Regions from separate parts of the Gossypium arboreum genome. Here region 2 is linked to region 1. Evidence: chromatin contacts called from public Hi-C data. All regions are on one chromosome and are shown on one strand. Each heading gives the region's core, a stretch centred on a gene start, on an enhancer-like site or on the middle of the called end of the contact. The rest is flanking DNA. Distances are from core to core; before and after follow the strand shown.

Evidence for each region. Hi-C and Micro-C count contacts between places; a contact is called where the count stands out from the background.
Region 2: a Hi-C map of leaf shows a contact between it and region 1, with 4 times the contacts expected there. The contact joins the promoter of LOC108485543 here to the promoter of LOC108459457 in region 1. A contact is called at or near these places in 3 of 5 Hi-C or Micro-C datasets (all in leaf).

What each region holds. Positions count from the first base shown.
Region 1 is chr6:14,689,469-14,692,662 of ASM2569848v2, reverse strand. It overlaps LOC108459457 (probable xyloglucan endotransglucosylase/hydrolase protein 8), which reads right to left and starts at 1,476. Exons shown (of 4, transcript XM_017758830.2): 1 at 1,170-1,476; 2 at 968-1,068; 3 at 683-885; 4 at 56-617. The coding sequence starts at 1,344. The coding sequence ends at 212. It overlaps LOC108457614 (probable dolichyl-diphosphooligosaccharide--protein glycosyltransferase subunit 3B), which reads left to right and starts at 2,612. Exons shown (of 1, transcript XM_017756654.2): 1 at 2,612-3,194. The coding sequence starts at 2,669. TRNAL-UAG (transfer RNA leucine (anticodon UAG)) reads left to right here and starts at 2,414; the gene lies at 2,414-2,493.
Region 2 is chr6:14,959,725-14,962,918 of ASM2569848v2, reverse strand. LOC108485543 (pyruvate, phosphate dikinase regulatory protein 1, chloroplastic) reads right to left here and starts at 1,614. Exons shown (of 3, transcript XM_017789394.2): 1 at 992-1,614; 2 at 178-817. The coding sequence starts at 1,417.

The DNA of each region.
Region 1 (3,194 bases), core at 227-2,726:
CAACACACTTTGCAATTATTTAATGAACAAAAATCATCAAACTCTGCTCTTGAAATTCTTCAAAATATATGAACTGTATTATTAAAAAATAGTGAACCAAATATAGATCTGGTCAAATATGCAAACTCATATCATAAAGACAATTGAATAAATTATATAAACATCCCATAAAATCGAAACAAAAATTTATCTTAATTGATGATATAGGATCCTATTCCCAGGGACTCAATGAACACTCTCCAGGCAATTTAGGATATCGTTCATTATCCTTGCAATAATCATAAATGACAAGGTTCCTCTGCACCCAAGCATAATCCATTTTCTGGGAATCAGATAAACGCCAAGCCTTGTACTGATCCCACCAGTTCTTTGTGGTGCTGGAAACACAGGCAGGGTAAGGGTCTTCCCATTGGCAACCCTCGACGCTGAAATCCTTGTAAGACGACACAAATGGGGCTCTTTCCCAGTCTGTTTTCTCCAACCCACCTCTCGTCGCCCATTCATCTGCGTTCCATATGCTGGAGAACAAATACATTGGCTTCTCATTGGGAAAGAAGTCGTTTTTCTCATCACCATTGTTTTTGAATACTCTTATGGGAACTTCATCCACAAAAAACCTGTTTTGCAATAATTCAGTAGGCATATATTCGGATACGAGTATAAGATATAATACGAGACTTACACAATTTGGTGGTTGTTCCATAGAATGGAATATGAATGAAACTCTTCAGTGGGGTCGAACCAAAGCATGTGCCTCATTTCACGGCCTCCAACACCATTTTTATACACGTTTGTCTGTATTAAATACGGTTGCCCTGTTCGATTCCCCAAGAACTCAAAATCCAGTTCATCTCGTTCTGGCCCTGCCCCGTTCTCAGAACACATCTGCACCACTCTTTAAACTTCAGCTATGGAAAACACAACTCTTATGTTACAAAATATTTAAACAACTGTCAGGAAAACATACATAGTAAGCTGTTACAACGCCAGCAGAGTCACCTCCGACCAACTTCAGTTTCATGCTAAACCACCCAAATCTGTATCTTTGCTTGGTTTGAAACCCGCAACCTAGAAGTAGATAGAAACAGATTAAAATCCTGGATTTGAAGCAAGTTATTAGAAGTTTAGAACCAAACACAACTGTTTAACGCAATCAAATTGTATCAAACCTGTTTCTTTGTCCAAGGAGAGGTACCAGGCCTGACCATCTTCAGAGGTCTTGAAATGATCTTCAGACCACATTATACTGAAGTTATCTTCGAAAGAAGTTTGTGAATCAGCTGCTTCAGATGAAGAGTAAAACGCAGATATTAGAAGTGCAATGAAGAGTACCCCTTTCTCCATTTTGTTGACCCAAAGTGTTGTTTTTGGAAGAAGAGGATGACATCTCACTTCTCTGCTGGATCTTGAGAGGTAAATATACGAGTACTCGAATTTGGACACTTGATGTGAACATGTGTGAAGCGGCACACCAATAAACCAAGGTTTATTTTGGTCTATTAATGGATGAATGTACCAATATACCCATCCAAGAAATCATGCAAATTACAAAGTGAAGAAGGGTATTTTAGGGAAATGAAGTACCATAAATGATCCATGGAGAACATAAATGAAATGCCAGGCTGCCCTCCAATTAGGAATTGGCAGTATAAAGAAATGGAGAGTGGGTCCATTTCTTACATGTAAGAACTGTTGTGTTTGTCTTGAAAATAATCACAGAAAATCTTGGATTTCACCACTGGATTTGGCGGTCGGGACTCGGGACTAACAACCAGCTTAAACTTTGAATTAAAGCAAATTAATCTCACTTTAATCTTTAACTTTAGGTAAAAAAAGGACTTAGATTACAAATTAAAAACAAAATGTTCCTTTTTTAATAGTAAGCAATGAAAAGAAAGCAGAAAAAGCAGAGCTTGCTTTCTTGGTAAACATGACCAGACATGCTAATCTAAACCTTGTTATATAGTTGATTGGGAGAGGTGCTCAAGCACATGGCATTAGGGACCAATTTTAGGGGTCATAAGGTCCCACAACAAGCTGCATTTTTGATGGACTGAAAGTGAATGCCAAAAGTATGGATTTAATGAAGTAAGAAGATCATATGCAACTGTCCATGCCAAGTATGAAGACATTTCAACAAATTAATGCGATACTCCAAAAAAAATTTAAATACCTGATATATAACATCATTATTAAGTAAAAATGAAATTATTTTAATCCATTAAAAATAAAAATTTTACCAAATTCTTGACTTGGAATAAGAAAAACACTGACTTTGCAAGTTGATTATGCACGTGAAAAACAGCTATTACTTCAACGCTCATCAGCTTATTGCTAGTTAGTTGTAGGTCCTAGGCTTCTAGCAGTCAAACTGGTGCCCTTTAACCATATACATAAATACGAGGCAACAAGAGACAGTTTGGCCGAGTGGTCTAAGGCGCCAGATTTAGGCTCTGGTCCGAAAGGGCGTGGGTTCAAATCCCACAGCTGTCAATTTTTCTTTTTGAGAGCTTAGAGCTGGCTCATATGATATTCTTTCGAAGTCCATTCAAACGAGCCCATTTTAAGCTGAACATGGACCCAAATGATCTTTCATCTGATGCGACGTCGTTAAGCCGGAACTCAAGGTCAAGTCAGTCAACGCGTCAAAGTCATCTTGTCCAGACGAATGTTAAAACTTAAAACCGGAGAAAAGTTAAGACCGAAGCTGTTTGTCGCCAATCCCCAAATCCGAAAGCTAAGCAAGGAAATGGCGATCCCTTCCAGTTCTGCTTATCTCTTCTTACTCTCCTTTTTCACCCTTTCTCTATTCCTTGCCATTTCCACTGCTGAATCTGAATCTGAATTAGAACTGGTGGCCGATCTCCTCGCCCTTCAGTCCGAATCCAAATCAGGAGTCATCCACTTAGATGACCGAACCATCGCCAAATTCTTAACCTCCCCCAAAACCCCTCGCCCTTACTCTATCCTCATCTTCTTCGACGCCACCCAACTCCACGATAAAACCGAACTCCACCTCCGCGAGCTCCGCCAAGAGTTCGCCCTCGTCGCCTCTTCGTTCATCACCAACCACAACAACTCCAACACCAAGCTCTTCTTCGCCGACATCGAGTTCCGGGAATCTCAATCTTCTTTCCACCTCTTCGGCGTCAACTCCCTTCCCCACATCCGCCTCGTCGGCCCCACCGCAAAAT
Region 2 (3,194 bases), core at 365-2,864, 270 kb before region 1:
GTAGGTGAGCCCAAGGTTCATCAGATGAATATGTCAAACATCTTTAACTGCTTAATATCAAAATTTACCATATTTTTTATCATCTTAAGCTTAATAATGATCTCTAAGTATCTCCATGTCAAGGAATCAAAGCAGTTGGGAGAGTTAAACAAAAATAAGTAAATTAATTATGTTTACCGATGACTGGCCATGTAGGATTTTGAGCAAAAACCTTGCGAGCAAACTCCAACTCCTCTTTCACATAAGCCATCTCCGAGTAGTTACTCCTTGCATTGTCACCGAAACCCAGACTCTTAGCCCTTGCTTTCCTAATAGTTTGCAAGACCAAGGGATTAATAGTCAAACCAAAAACCTTCTCAGGGTCTACTTCGAAAAGTCCCTTTGGCAAAGCCACTCCATTCACAATAGGCACATTGGCTACTTTATATCCTTTCTGTGCTAGATAAATTGATAACGGCGTCTTCCCAGTACGAGAAACACCTGTGAGCACAATGTCAGCCTTGCTTAAGTTTTGAGGTAGAGCCCCATCATCCTGCTTGATTGTAAATTCAACAGCTTCAATCCGCCGAAAGTATTCATCTGAGAGAGGGATGTTTCTTCCAGCTGCTCCACGGGGAAGACCAGAAGGTGAGACACCTAAATGAGCAGCAATAGCCTCTGTAATTGGACCCAATATATCCGTCGATGGTATACCCCACAATTTGCAAGCTTGCTTGGCGGACTCTGCCATGGAAGGATCAGCTAAAGTATATACAAGCAATGCACCTTCCTTGGCTGCCTGCTTTATAATCTCCATCAATCTCTCAACATCATCAATCTGAACATTGCAGATCATCATTGTCATTCAACCAATCTAAATGATTTCCCAGTTCTTAAAACACTACAAGTTCTAGTTTCATCACTAACTACAACAAATACATCAACTTGAATAACAACTAAACTTGGATTAATTAGTAACTGAAACAAGTTCTGAAATATGAAACAAACATACCCCAGAGAAGAGATGGGTATTTACGGGACAACCACGATCCACCAAACAATGCTCGAACTGCCCCAACGCTGCGTTAACGGAATGCTCCGCCGTCCATCCAGTTCCATCAGATACCATATAAATTGGCTTCCCCGAGTCTGTTACCTCCACCTCACGATCGCTGTCATTTGCCGTTGAAGTGGGTTCCAAAGACAAGGTCTCACTGATTCGTTGAGCTGAGGGGTTCACCTCAAGCGCCCCAGTCCCGTGGCTCGGTCGTTCAAGCTTGTGGCCCGACCTTAAGGCTCGTGCACGGTACCATCTGTTGAACTGTGGGCTACCCTTTAGTTTCCGAACTTTGGGCTCGGGTTCTGGGTCGGAAATATCGGGATTGGCCGGGGTGGCCGTGGCCCGGAGGTTGAAGGCGGAGCAAGGACAAGCGAGCATTCTTAGTTTTGCTTCATTTGCTTTTCTTGTAATCTAATTTTATTTACCTGTCTGAAAATTATGAGGTGGAAGGATCTCGGGCCAAAAAATGGTAGCAAAATCCAAACAATAGGTTAATGAAATATGAACCCACCAACTAAGTTGGACTGAATTGGATATTAAAAATCTAAGATATTTATTCCCATTTGAAATAAAAACATCAATTTGATTCTCATCTTTCATCATATTACAAGGATCTCACTTTATTGGGAAATGATGGGAGGGATATGGATTCTTGGATATAAAAGCGAATTCAATAGGAAGTTGAACCCATTGTTTGGTGCATGAAAATTTCAGTGAGGGCTTTAAATGAGTTAATGGGAGGATTGAGAGAATATTGCATGTAGTTTAAACAAAATAAAATGGATAAAAGAGCCTCCAAACTATGGGGAAGTGGATCCAATCACATAATGCCTTTTTTATGGTAACATTCATGAGAGAAGGTGTTGATGTCGGTTTATGCATGCCATACTGAGAGACCACCAAAAAGAAATCACAAAAGAGAATAAACATGTCTGGGCCCGAGTTTGAACTGGGGGCCTCTAGTGTGTGAGACTAGCATGATAACTAACTACAATACGTTAACATTTTGATGTCACTTAAAATATTAATTAAATATTACTTTTCATTTTTTTTTAAAGTTTTGTGTCAAGTTTATTCACTTAGTGGAGGTTAATTACATAATAATTGGATGCAAGTGTGATAGGAGACCGCATCTAAATGTGCGAACGTTTAAAGTTAAAAATGTGCAAATAAAAATATAAATATTTAAGTGCGGTATCTGCAAATGTACATGTCAAATGTAATATAGTAAGCGTTACAATAGAACACCAATAAGTATTCTGAGGATCGTACCCAAGAGATTGCAGATTGGAGAAACTTATTATTAAATTAACTATAGAAAATAATTACTAATCTAATCAAGTCACAAATTAGTAGTGTGAATCCAAATTAAAAGATTAATTAAACTAATGAAATTAATTAATCTAAAATTAACCTAAGGGAATTTCCATTTTCTAGTGTTGGCAATGCGAGCCTCTAGCTTATCTAATTAAATAATTAATTATCATCGATTGAGTTATTTATCACTCTTAGTTAAAAATACTTTTTCGGTCTCATCTTCACTAAGGATTACTACCTAAGTCACCCTTTTAGTCTCTTCCTAGGCATACGGATACCCTCTCAAACTCACTGTTTGGCACAAGGTATAAACGACAAGATACCCTTTCGGTCTCACCTGTCTAGATATTCTATCAGGGGCGTCTCTCCCTAATATACTAAGTACTCTTGAATAAACAACCAATTTTAGATAAATAACCACTTAACAGATAAATCAATTTAATAATCAAATCATGCAAGATATGAATAAAGCACAAGAAATTATTCTAATATTCATACAAATGTTAATTGATCAGATTAATGAAATATAAATAAAAGAATAAAATAGAAGAGTGAAGAGAATGCTTATTGATAAATATATTGAAGCGCAGATCCAGAGCAATCTTCGCTCGTAATTGTCTTCACATCGGAACAGATAAGTTCCAACTAAGCGAACATCAAAATAAAATACAAAGAAAACTGAATAGTAAAAACTATCTGTCTAAGTCTACACTGTCCTGTCTACCAATCCTGATTACCCTAAAGTTACTTATATAGGCTACGAGCTATTTGGTGCCCACATAACACAAGATACATTTAGATACTAATTAATACAATATAATCTTAGATTGCTAGGGTC